Regions from separate parts of the Hordeum vulgare genome. Here region 2 is linked to region 1. The links are chromatin contacts, called in public Hi-C maps. All regions are on one chromosome and are shown on one strand. Each heading gives the region's core, a stretch centred on a gene start, on an enhancer-like site or on the middle of the called end of the contact. The rest is flanking DNA. Distances are from core to core; before and after follow the strand shown.

Region 1 (6,497 bases), core at 2,715-5,214:
TTCCATATCATTTTCAACACCAAGAAATATTCACGACAGGTGTATAGATGCAATCATCACCCCTGACAGCTCCCACAGCGAATAGCTCCCCCGTGCATGGAGATGGACAAAGAACAGGGTTGCACAGCAGGATCAAACCAACGGAGAAGATGGACTCTTGTTAAGTAGCACCGCAAGGCCACACAGGTAACAGGCGAGAGCTACCAAACTAAGTAAACCGAGGGAAAGCGACCAACACCATGCCACGACATGACACCGCTGAGAGACCAGAAACAAGGAAGAGTTTTAGGATCGATGAGCACCGGGTCTGAGGGTTTGCTTCATAGGAACACGTCCTGCTCCAGCAGCTTGACCACCTCGTCCTGGCTGTTGAGCTTGGCCACCTCGATGGGGGTCTTCCCGTCCAGATTTTGGAGCGTGCTGCGATCGTTTACAAACAGTTGAATGTGAAAAGGGGGTAGGCTGTTTATGTTGGTTATTAATTAGACAGAGAAGAGATGGTTTCACTTACACAGCAGCGCCGTGCTTCAAAAGAAGATCCACACATTCCTTCCTACCGTATCCAGCGGCATAGTGCAGCGGGGTGTTCTTGTTCTTATCCAGTGCGTCAACTGCAGCGCCTGCCTCCAGAAGGATTTCTGCACACTTCAACTGAAAAAAAAATACACAAGTTGATCCAATCAACTGCTGATACTGAACACCTTTTTTTATACTGTACTCCCTCCGTTCCTAAATATAAGACCTTTTAGAAATTTCACTATGGACTACATACGGAACAAAATGAATGAATCTACATTCTAAAATATGTCTATATACATTCATATGTAGTCCATAGTAAAATCTCTACAAGGTCTTATATTTCGAAATGGAGGGGGTATATGCGGGACACGCTAAACAAGATATCTAACATACTCCTATACTACAAATAATCATACAATACAGGTAGCCTTAAGTCAGAACTCGCAATAGTACATAAGTTCTGTAATTCCCAGTTACAATTCAACACTAAAGACTAGGAAATGTTAAAAGACTTTGTAAACAAAATATCTGCAAAATATTAACAATTTACCAAATCAAAAAGTATATTGCTCAAATTGGTTGCAATGAGATATACCATGACTCGAAACAAGTCAACTGAACCAGGTCTCTCTATCAATCATGGAATTTGAAACTTACAAGTGACATAACAGGAAAAGCCAAATGTGGAAATCTGCTACAGTATAAGGGGATATTCAAATTGGTCTGAATGTTGGATCATTTATTTAAGTTGACAAAAGTTCAGCATATTACGCACCTCGCCGTATCCACATGCAAAATGTAAGGCCCTTCTGCCCTCCACATCTTCTTCATCCTTGTTTGCTCCACCATCTAATGCTTTCTTCAGTCCCTGTTGTCGTATTCAACTTGTCAATGCAGCACTGATAATAATAGTAAATAGGTATAACAATTTCATAGAGATTTCCTCAAGCGCAAATAAAAGATCGATGGTAGAAGTCAAACCACACTAGTGCAAAGTTCAATGGAATTCCCATTTAGAAAGAAAGCAAAGCTATGGTATCCACTGAGAAATGGCCCTATTAAAGCTCAGATAGTTCTACCACAAAGAACAGCAATCATCTGAGAGTGGACCCATTTTCAGGATCCACAAATATTACATGATAATTTGTGAGTTGCCTTCAAATAAACAGATTAGATGACTCATTTTATAAGCATGGTGCATGTAGGCTATAAACCAGAGAAGCCTGATCATGATGTAAAACCATCAAGGGAGGGGGAGCATTCCTCGGTCACACAAATAGAAGTTTGTGAGCCAAGTTGGAGATACATGCCTTGCCTTAACCAAAAACTGGTTGCATGGTGACAAATATGGTAAACACTAAATGTTAACCACTAAGTAGCACAGAGCATCCTTATGAGGATACATGGATAAATACCAACAAAATTGGTAAATCAACTAGCAGCGGAAAAGAATTAGAAGGCAAGGCCTATCGATATTCTTTGCAATTACCTCTGCATCACCAACACTGGCGGTGTTATGGACAATGGACTCATCATCATCCTCGCCTTCTTCATCAGTTTCTTGAGGTCCAGATAGTACAGTGGAAGTAGCAGCATCTACTGGGAAGTTCAATGACATAGCCTCGCCAATCTTTTGAAGAATCTCAGGGTCATTCCAGTACCTAGATGAAGTAAAGAAGAATATCTCAGCAACTTTAAGCTGTAATCAGGTATCCATACTCGCATGCAATACCTACTTGACCATTGCAGATGGACCACCACGCTCTATCTCATCAAGAATTGGCTTCAAAGACGGGTCATCCTTGATACGGGTCATTCGCTCTTCAAGTTGCTCTTTGTGAGCTGGACTAGTCAAGTTCTCAAGCATACTGGACATTGCAGGATCCTGTCATACATAGGAGAACACTTGAGAAGAAAAATTGCACTCAGCATAAAATTTGGGTGACAAGTGAGGAAATAAAATGTGATACCTGCATAAGACTATTCCCAAGACGCTCCGCCATTGACATGAACTGCGGATTCTGCATAACTTTTGTCATGGTTTCCAGGTATGCTTGAGGATCCGAACTTGGAACACCCTGTTCCCCTGTACCCTGCGCACTTTTCTGAAGCTGCTCAGCCATCTGGTTGAATACAGGGTCGCTGGCAATTTGCTCAGCCATCTCCCTTATAGATGGATCCTTCAGGTGACAATAAGAAAGTTAGATATATACAAGAGAAACAAAGTAGAGCTGCTGTAATGCAAAAAAGAGGATAAGTTTCATGAATCCAGCACAGCAGGGCAAAAGGCATTTCAACTCCATACTTAAAAAACATATTAAAGGCAAAAGGCATTTCAAATCCATACTTGAAAAACATATTAAGAGCACAAGAAGAAAACATACATTGAGCAAGCTGCTCATGTTGGAGAAATCAAAAGGACTGGGAAGGCCTGCACCAGCTGCCAACCCCTCCGATTTTGAACCTTCGTTCTGGTCTGAAATGCAATTGGCAGGCAGAAAGGGGAGCACATCAGAGACTATCAAATTATGCATAAGAAATAAACATAAAAGCCAAACTACCATTGCTCGTCTTTCTGTCTTAATAATGACACAAATCAGGTTAAAAGCGCTATTTAAGTGTCAAAACCCGTACCGAACGCCAATTTCATGCTCAACAAAACTACGACACAATCATAGCAACTCTCTTAAGACAGAAAACTCCTAGGCAGCCAAGCTACATCATATACCAGCAGCAAACGGTTTCATAGTTTGCACCTAGACACGTCATGTTCATCATCAGTTCATCATGGCACAGCAACAGCAACAGCAACAGCAGTGAAGCAGAAGCGCACATCTAGCTAGGCATTACAAGCACCCTGCCTCTGCTTCACATTCACAATCGACGAACGAAGAGTCCTGATGTCATCAGAACAACGGCCCTCGATGCCATGTTCTCACAGAATCGGCCCAAAACCTACAAAACCATAACCGCCCCCTGCCTCGCGACACGATGAACTCCGAACCACCCGCCACTCCACGGACCACACTAGGTACTAGTAGTCGGCAGTTCCCCTCGGCCACACATGCCGCATCCCCCGAAACCGATCTAAGCCGGGCGCACGGAACGCTCCGGTTCCCACGCCGCGCGGCAACCAGAACCCCGAGAACCACGGCCCCTGCCGCGGATCTAGCGGCTGGCCGCTGGCCGGCGAAGAGGGGGCCATGGAGCGGCGTGGGGAGGGACAGCGCGGGAAAATCGAGCGAAGACAGCGTGAACGGCGGGGAGGACCGGAGGGGAGGGGCGTTGGGAGGTAGTTACCGGACGCCATGGCGGATCGGACGGGCGGCGGCGGCGGCGGCGAGGCGGACGGGGAGAGGCTTGCGAGGAAGGGAAGGCAGCAGTGGTGAAGCGGTGAAGCGGCGAAGGCTATGAGAGGAGGAAAACCCTTGATGGTGAGGGGAGGGGCTGACAAAGAGAAAGAGGGGAGGTTGCTGATCGGGAAAAGGTGGAGAGCAAGTAGACGTATTTTTATGCTTTCCCCCTCTGACAAGAAATTATTTGAGGTAAAAGCATTTCTTCCACTCTCTAGGAGCATCTTCATGACTTGCAAATTCGAACATCAAACGCGATCAAACGTGTTTTCTATTTGTCCGTCCGTCATTTATACTTTTTTTTCTTATATGTCCGGTCACTTGCACATGATTGATGAATAGGTAGAGAGGGAAAGAAAGGAATGAATAAAGAAAAGAAAAATATGGTCTAAGATAGGGTCGCGTCTTATGTGACGGACTGACCGGACGCGCCCAGACGCGTTTGTGAACCCACATATTCTCTCCATATTTTAAATGGATATAAGGGTTTGCGGACAGTCCAGATATATAGAAATGTTATGAGGGGTCCGGTTGGGTCACTTTTTCCTTCTCTTTCCTGTTCAATCACTCTCCGGACACGTCTGCGAGCGTATGAGGGGTTATTTGAGGGGTCCGGTTATAGATGTTCTTAAAAACTCGCCGCCCGTTAAATCCAGATGGATGTACATGATGTGTGAAAAAAATCATCCGGACCGTAAATTTTCTATGAGGTTCCTAAATTGCCCGTGTTGCCTATAATGGAGCATGAATTATGTTGCCTATAATGGAGTATATAGGACTGTGGGCATTTGTTTTTTTTACTGCTATAGGATGTCGACATGTCGTACTACAACTTGAGATATTACTTTCATGTGGCCTATAGATTTTTGTGGGTATGTGTGGGAATGTATCACTGGGGTAATTGATGCTACCGATGCATCAGATTTTGTTACACGTTAAAAAATGTATGGAAAATTCTGGACAAAATTTAATGCATTGACACAACATTAATGTATGTTGTCATAAGAATTCAAGTTAAATTCTGAAACATTTTTTGAGATACAAAAAATGAAAGATTTTACATCAATGTGCTAATGAATCAAAACCTGTCCAACTTGTATACTATTCAACATTAAATTTGTCACTTTTGTGTCTCGAGCAATATTTGAATTTTGATTTGATTTTTTTTAAACGTACATTGATGTTACGTCAATGCATTATTTTTTCTAAAAAAACAAAAAAACTAACGTACATTGATGTAAAACAAGTTGCCCCGATACATCATATATCTCCTGTAGCAGCCCATATAATACCACGTAAATTACGTGGACAACCCACTTAATTATGTGAATACATGCGACGGGATGTGGAACGCCTGTAGGTCGTTCCACTTGCAGGTTGATCATAAACTCATTCCTCGTCGTTTTCATGAAAGTAAAGCGAAGCCACTCTACAACCAATCCAGGCGGTCTTTATCCAACCAGGGAAGTACTCTCTCTATAAATAAGGTATATACGATCTTTAGATGTAAGGCCCTATTTGTTTTATAAGTCCCAGGATTTTTTTTACTCCCAACTGAAAAGTCCCTAGTCCCTATCCGTTTGTTTTCATGGACTAAAGAGGGACTAGAGGTCATTAAATGACATGGAAAAGGACCATGTTACCCCTAGTAATGTGCTAGAAGTTATTAAATGACATGCTAAAAGTAAGGGCGCTGTTGGAAAAAGTGTCAAAAAAGTCTCCAAAAGACCCTTTCACAGGAACTTCATTTAGTCCCAAATACTTCATTTAGTAAAAGTCCTTCATGTTTGTTTCACATGGGACTAAAAGAGATTTTTTTTAGTCTCTACACCAGAAAGTCCCTGGAAACAAACACCTCTTAAATCTTTTGACCTGTTCAAAATCTTCTTGGCCATAAGTCTCAATCTCGTATAGACATAATTAATACTCCCTCCGATTCGTATTATTTGTCTTAGACTTCTTAGATAGATATGGTTGGTCTCACACCAACTTTTTTTCTAGATATGGATGTATCACAATAACAAACTTTTGAGACAAAATAGTATGTGCACATCTAAGGACCGAGGCCACTCATGATGGACCAACTATTTTTATGAAACACCACCATATATTGCGGTTTAACAAATATTCACACAATCCCCATGAGCCACACTCGTACATATAACAAACCATCAAATCATCACCATTGTAAACCAATAATACTCCCTCTGTTCATTTTTGTTAGACGTTTTAGACAGCTGAAATTAAACTGTTTTGGAAGTTGTCTTAAATGTCTAAATCATCACCAAGGGAGTAATATAAAAAATGGAACAACCAACATATGGTGGATTTTGGCAATAATGATCAGGATTAAGGTCAGATTAATTTTACGAGATCGATGTTGGAATCAGCAACCACCATGCACTTTCGCAGTTCTCTGATCATACATACTCAACAGAATATCTTTTCATACACATAACAGATTCAAAGGAGTCGGAACCGGAAAACACACCCAGACAGCTGAGGATAAACAGGTGGCAATCGTCTCGAGGACATCTGCTGCTTCTAGGCAAATTTCATCTCTGTTCCTATGGTGTGCAATTGGTTCAGTTTCTAGTGGTATCAAAATCTCTTGTTTGGATTGAG
Region 2 (6,497 bases), core at 1,217-3,716, 130 kb before region 1:
TCTACTCTGATGATAGTGCCACAATCTCACAACTGACCACTGAGAACTATTGCAAGCAGGGGTTCCAGGGAGGCTGCCGAGGACACGGCGCAGGTCACAGGCACAACGGACGAGGAGGCCGCAATAGAGAACCACATGGCAGAGCAAGTTCCCGGTGCCGGAGAAGATGATGGACCGGACTCAAACAAGTCCCCGTCAGAAGCAGCTATATCAAGGTAGCAGGCAACTGTCTACTGCCAACATGGCATGTGACTGAACATGTATAAATAGGATTATGAGTTGACACAGATTCACTGCACAGGGTGTATACTGCTGGTTCATTCTACAATTGTTTTGTAAACATGGAGCAATAACGGTATTGGTAAAGGTTTAATGATCTTTTGCTAACTATGAGGAGTTCAGAACTTTGTCGAATTTGAATAACTCAAGAAATCTTTCCAGATTTAGCAAATGAAAGAAATCTGAACTGGATACAAAATTTCACATAATGAGACTGAACCATGAAAGGAACTCGCAATTCGAGCCACCACCATTCACCAAAGATGATACTACAACGACAACAAAGCCTTTAGCCCCAAACAAGTTGGGGTAGCCTAATCACCAAAGATGATACTGCACAAAAAAAAATGATACACATCCAGTGATGAAAACCAGATTGTAAAATAGCAGACATGTCTTGAACACTGATGGACTTGTTAACAAACCATTAATTAGTTGTTCTCACACTGTTCTCGTGACATAACTAGTATCGTGACAAGCCATCCACTGAACTAAAAAATCTACAATTGTAACATGCCACTCATAAAAACTGCGTTAGTAACAAATATCTAGACATGGTGAAATGCCATATTTTTTCTATATGGTATCCAGGAAGCTTCAAACTGGTCACGAAACATAAATCGTCGGTATTGACCTCAATCAGAGCTCACATCAACACCTCTTTTTGATAGGAATTCCTTTGCCTCCACAATATCCTGCATAGTTGGTCGAGCTCAAATAATTACAAATGGGAAGAACCCAAACATGTAATGTACAGAAAACTTAAAAATTTCAAAATCAGGTGGCTTGGTTTTATTTGTAGTGACCATTATGAAAATTCATACAATGATACGCATGAGGTACAAATAAACTTATGAAGTTTTCAGACTTTCTCTTCTTTCCTTTGTGCAGAATACCTTGAATCTCGTTATGCCAGCAGAAAGCCAAGAGAAAAGAATGTATAATAGACGATGCACAAGTGTGAAACTAAAACAAAAAATAACAAAGGATGCAAGTTCTAGAGATTATTGGTTTTCAAAATGGAAATAAGACTGCATAGACAAAAAGGAAAATTAGGCTGCAAGGACTACGTCAGCTACCTGCTGTAGTAACACTGCTTCTTGAGGGCAGGTTGGGAAGAACATGAGCCCATATCCAACCATAAAAAGGCCGTAGCATCCAAGCGCCACTACCAAGTAGATGGGAAGCTACAACAACAGAAGGCACAAGCAAACATCTTAATCAAAAGGAGCCTATCTTCTTCATGCCATCAGAATTGAAAAAAAAATCGATGACACTCACCAACCAAGTATAACTGCGAGGTACGGTTGAGGTTTCAAGGAGCGCAACCCAGACAGCGGAGATTGCCGCCAGGACCGCGATGATCTTGAATATGTGCTTCATCTAAAAATGCAACCCTCGCCTGCCATCAATCAGAAGAACGAATGAGAACTACGGCAGCCAGTTTCCATCCTGATTTCCTAGAGCGGACAGTAGGCCGTCAGGTAAACTGTTTAAGCATCTACTGTACTTAGTATCTTATATTTTGGCAACTGGCCGAACTGAGACAACTGAGACACAGACTTGTGATACTGGTACATGACAGCTTCTAAGACATGGTTAATTGATTTGGGAACTAATTACATTGGATTATATACATAATAAAAAAAACTATGCGATGTATCTATCTAGCAGAAATTGAATACTGTAGATGATAAGATTGTGAACACAGGCATGAAGACAGTTATTGATAAGCTGCCCACTAGAATTGGATCGAGAGCAATTGGGCACCAACGATACTCCCTAACTGCAACTAGATGCTACACCAGACGGATCTGGCCAAGTTAACCAAAGGATCCAAGAAGAAACGGGGATGAAGGGAGATCGCTTACCGGGCGGAAACCTGTGGACTGTAGTGGTGTTGACGGTGAGGAGGCAGATCTCGTCGACCTTGGGTGGAAGACGGCGAGCCGCGGGGAGGAGTCGAGGTCGAGGCGTTGGTCGGAGGGGCGAGATAGCTGGCTGAGCTGTCCCGCGCTGGATCCGCGCGTCGTTGCACTGGCCGCGCGCTCCGCTGGTGTGCCCCCGCCGCCGGCGAGCGATGCGCAGAGGTGGTTGTCGGGGACGGGGCGACGGCGGCGAGGCTTTCTTGGTCTCTGCTCGCTGCAGGCCGAGCCACGTATGCGGCTTAGACGGGCTCGAGACTCGACCACGGGCTCTGACCGCTGCGGACGTTCGGTTTAGGCCCAGCAGGAAAGAAATTAAAAAAAATCAAAAAAAGCAGGAAAAAAAACTTATTTAGTTCGGGCAGGAAAAGTCCTAAATTCAGCCGCCATTGGGTCGTGGACCAATCGGCGGGACCGCATGGCCGCCCCCGCCGCCTTCCTCGGGGTCCGCGAGGGCAACACCATCCCGAGCTCCGTCCTACTCGACCTCTTTGGTCGCATCGGTCCAGCCCGCAACGCCACCACCGTCACGTCCACGACGAGCACCGGCCATCCCATCGCGATGAGAGTGGCTGGACGTACCGAGCAGGCTTTTAGGCCCGCTTGTCGACCGATCAGGACTGTTTCGGACCGTTAGGAAAACTGGCCGGTCCGAGCTCGGAATTTCGGCCCAAAAATTAACGGGTCTGCTCTGGTCTTAGCTCGGTTAAGTCGACAAGACCGAACGAACCCGGTTGTTTCTTAAGCACGAATGAACTCACGCGATGGATTCTTGACCGAAGAGAGTTATCTCCACGATTTACTTCACGTTATTGGAGAGACAGTTATCTCGATGATTTACTTTGTAGGAATATGAATCTTATGAGAAAAGATTGCATTTTATCGGCTGATCACGCGCGCTCATCTGCCGGCTCCATGGCCGTTCGATAATGTGTTGATCACACAGTCGACAACGTCCCGCGTTCGTCGAAGTCGCTTTCGTTTTATCTGCAGACCACATATAGTTTCAGTACAGTTTTTCCTGCAACTCACCTGTTGTTTCAGGATAGTTTGCCGAAGCCGCTTTCGTTTTTCCTGCAGCTCACCTATTGTTTCAGTACAGTTTCCTGCAACTCACCTGTTGTTTCAGGATAGTTTGCCGAAGCCGCTTTCGTTTTTCCTGCAGCTCACCTATTGTTTCAGTACAGTTTCCTGCAACTCACCTGTTGTTTCAGGATAGTTTGCCGAAGCCGCTTTCGTTTTTCCTGCAGCTCACCTATTGTTTCAGTACAGTTTCCTGCAACTCACCTGTTGTTTCAGGATAGTTTGCCGAAGCCGCTTTCGTTTTTCCTGCAGCTCACCTATTGTTTCAGTACAGTTTCCTGCAACTCACCTGTTGTTTCAGGATAGTTTGCCGAAGCCGCTTTCGTTTTTCCTGCAGCTCACCTATTGTTTCAGTACAGTTTCCTGCAACTCACCTGTTGTTTCAGCATAGTTTGCCGAAGCCGCTTTCGTTTTTCCTGCAGCTCACCTATTGTTTCAGGACAGTTTCCTGCAACTCACCCGTTGTTTCAGGATAGTTTGCCGAAGCCGCTTTCGTTTTTCCTGCAACTCACCTATTGTTTCAGGACAGTTTCCTGCAACTCACCTGTTGTTTCAGAATAGTTTGCCGAAGCCGCTTCCGTTTTTCTTGCAGCTCACCTATTGTTTCAGGACAGTTTCCTGCAACTCTCCTAGCCATGTCGTTGTTTCCCTCTCGTAGCACCGTTCGCCGCCAAGCCCGAGCTCCGGTCATGGCCATGGCCGCTGAGCTCCCATTTCCTGAGCTCCTCCGCTTGTCATAGTAGCCTCATCGCATTCGCCGCACTTCCCTGAGCCCGTAGCTGCCTCCAGCTCCTCCCCTCGTTGCCCCTAGCGACGGGCCCGACCTGGCCGAGCTCCGGCCGCCGCCTCCGACCATCCCTCAGCCTCCGAGGACCCCCATCCGATGCGGCTGAGTAGGGGCTACGCCCAATGGCTCAGGTGCCACCCCCGTGCCCGGCAGCGCGGTCTCCACCGCGACCAGAAACGTTGTTTTAGAAATTGTTTCCGCAACGCATCCGTTGTTTCTGCAACTAGACAGTTGCTTTAGGAATTAATTGATCGGGGAAACGACTGAGCCGCGTGCTAGCAGGTGGATCGAACGGCTACGAGCGCGTACATCGAACGGCGGATGTTTAGTACGGATCCTTCCACAGATGTTCCCGAATTTTACTGCCTAAAACGTTAGAGTTTTCATTTTATTTAACGAAGCAGAAACAGAAATAACGAGAAACATGGGCTCAATCAGATGGATTCCACCTCTCAACGATCCTATTAACCGTTGCCATCGTCGACCATCATCTCCTCGTCTGCACCTGCACACGGTGGAAGGAGGAGTGGATGAGCCGAGGAGGGAGCGCCGCGTCTGCTCGACTGCACCTGCTCGTCGTCGTTGACTGATGTTGTCTCCACCTGTCTGTCTTTGACCACCTCCTCGCTGGTTGGCCGTCGTGGAGCACGAAGCTGGAGGACGCGGGGTGGGGGACGGAGCGGCAGTCCTGCATGTCGTCACGAGGCATTACAAGCTGCTGCACAAGCTCGTGAGCGGCAGAGCACACGAGGCCGCCGAGGGGGTCTTGTCCCTGGGGCGTCTTGTCATGGCTTACCACCATGGGCGTCGCCTGCGAGGAGGACGGCATTGTTTACGTGCTGGGCAACGGCGTCAGCAGCGGAGCCATGGTGACGGTGCTCGCTTTCGACATGAGGACGCAGGCTCTGCGAGGAGTGGCCAAGATGAAGCGCCACCTCGGGTCTACTGGGTCCTTCAGCATCTCAGGGCTCCTGCGGCAAGTACAAGTGACGAATCCCTTGGGCAAAGTGAGGTCCAAGACTCAAATGCTTGTGATCAAGAAAGTGAAAGGGAAAGTGACATTGATTGAGAGCATCTCCAACAGTGGTTGTAAAAAAATACGAACGCGCCAAAAATTGCATTTTAACGCGCGCGTTTCAGCGGGTGTGAAAAATTCCGGCGTGCGGAAAAAGGCGGTTCGGCACGCTAGATTTGACGCGCGGGGCTTGACACGTACTATAAATCCAACGCCTCTTCCATGTGTCTTTTCACCGCTCCCACGCGCCCCTCGCCTCGCCACGCCCTTTGTCGCTCTCTCGCACGGCCACCGTCGCGCCGCCACAAAACTTCGGGCTACCGCGGCGTCCGCGCGCTCCCTCCGGCACCTTCTACGACGAGATCCGCTCCAGTGATAAGCACCTCGGCCTCGACACTTTCAACACCGCCGACGAGGTCGTCCGCGCGTACGACGCGGCAGCGTGGCGCCTCAACTGGCCTCGTAGGGAAATATATTTTCCCGCGGTGATGACGCGGGAGTGGGCGCAGCAGCTCGCACCTCCCACGTGAGTTGTCATCGAAGAGGACCGTCGCCAGAACCGGAAGCTAGTGCACCACCTCGGCATCGCTGAGATGGACGAACATGTCATGGCGGAGTGACGCCAACAGTTCCCGCAGGACGTCCTCGACGAGCGTGCATTCTTCACGCAAAGGAGGGTGGAGCAAGCCACCTATCATGAGGACAGGCGTACGCGGAAGCAAGCCGCACTCTTCAACATGGAGCTCAAGGAAGCGTCGACTTGGTCATCCGATGATGAACGGTGGGCTGACGTCTTCATCACCACAACGGAGTTGGACACCAGCGCGTCGGAGGAAGACGACGAGGAGTAGTTTATCGTTTTTAATTGTTTTTTATTGTGTACTAGATGAACTATCGGCGAGGAGTAGTTTCTATCTGTGTGAACTATCTATACTATCTATCGTTTGTTATCTTGTATTTGCGTAGAATGTGCAAGTTAATTTTTAGGGCGTCGGATTTTTAACGCTTCTGCTAGAGCGACGCGCGCGTATTTTTTTCAACGACTGCCGGAACGAGCGCTTTGTGACGCGCGAAAAAAATGTTATTTGCACGTTGTAATGTGTCTTTTTTTTTGCGCCGCGCATTGCGCGTCTGTTGGAGATGGGCAAGTAATTTATTTGAGTATTTGAAGAATGTTGTATTGTATATAGAAACCATGGTTTTAGAAAACTTCAATGGAGTGCCTTAACTGTCGAACGTTCTGATTTTAGGGAGGCGTAGAAACTTGGAGTCGAACTTCGAACCTCCGCTTCGAGTAACCAAGCTCATGTTTTTGACAGAGCTTTGCGTCGTGTACAAGCGAGAATATATAACGCGTCCTGTAGAATTCGAGTTACCATGGTGTGGTATATGACTAATGACTTACCAG

Evidence for each region. Hi-C and Micro-C count contacts between places; a contact is called where the count stands out from the background.
Region 2: a contact with region 1 is called in a Hi-C map of seedling, with 2.6 times the contacts expected there. The contact joins the promoter of LOC123399864 here to the promoter of LOC123399861 in region 1. A contact is called at or near these places in 2 of 6 Hi-C or Micro-C datasets (leaf and seedling) and 1 of 1 datasets of contacts at active chromatin or transcription factors (embryo).

Annotation. Positions count from the first base shown.
Region 1 is chr5H:490,859,511-490,866,007 of MorexV3_pseudomolecules_assembly, reverse strand. LOC123399861 (ankyrin repeat domain-containing protein 2A-like) reads right to left here and starts at 3,964. Exons shown (of 8, transcript XM_045094244.1): 1 at 3,820-3,964; 2 at 2,904-2,995; 3 at 2,490-2,699; 4 at 2,256-2,404; 5 at 2,009-2,180; 6 at 1,295-1,387; 7 at 512-651; 8 at 1-420. The coding sequence starts at 3,829. The coding sequence ends at 321. LOC123399860 (neuroguidin-A-like) reads right to left here. Exons shown (of 7, transcript XM_045094243.1): 7 at 6,253-6,497.
Region 2 is chr5H:490,990,634-490,997,130 of MorexV3_pseudomolecules_assembly, reverse strand. It overlaps LOC123399864 (dolichol-phosphate mannose synthase subunit 3), which reads right to left and starts at 2,466. Exons shown (of 4, transcript XM_045094247.1): 1 at 2,151-2,466; 2 at 1,561-1,681; 3 at 1,359-1,466; 4 at 642-974. The coding sequence starts at 1,662. The coding sequence ends at 915. LOC123399863 (solute carrier family 35 member F1-like) reads left to right here. Exons shown (of 11, transcript XM_045094246.1): 11 at 60-387. The coding sequence ends at 219.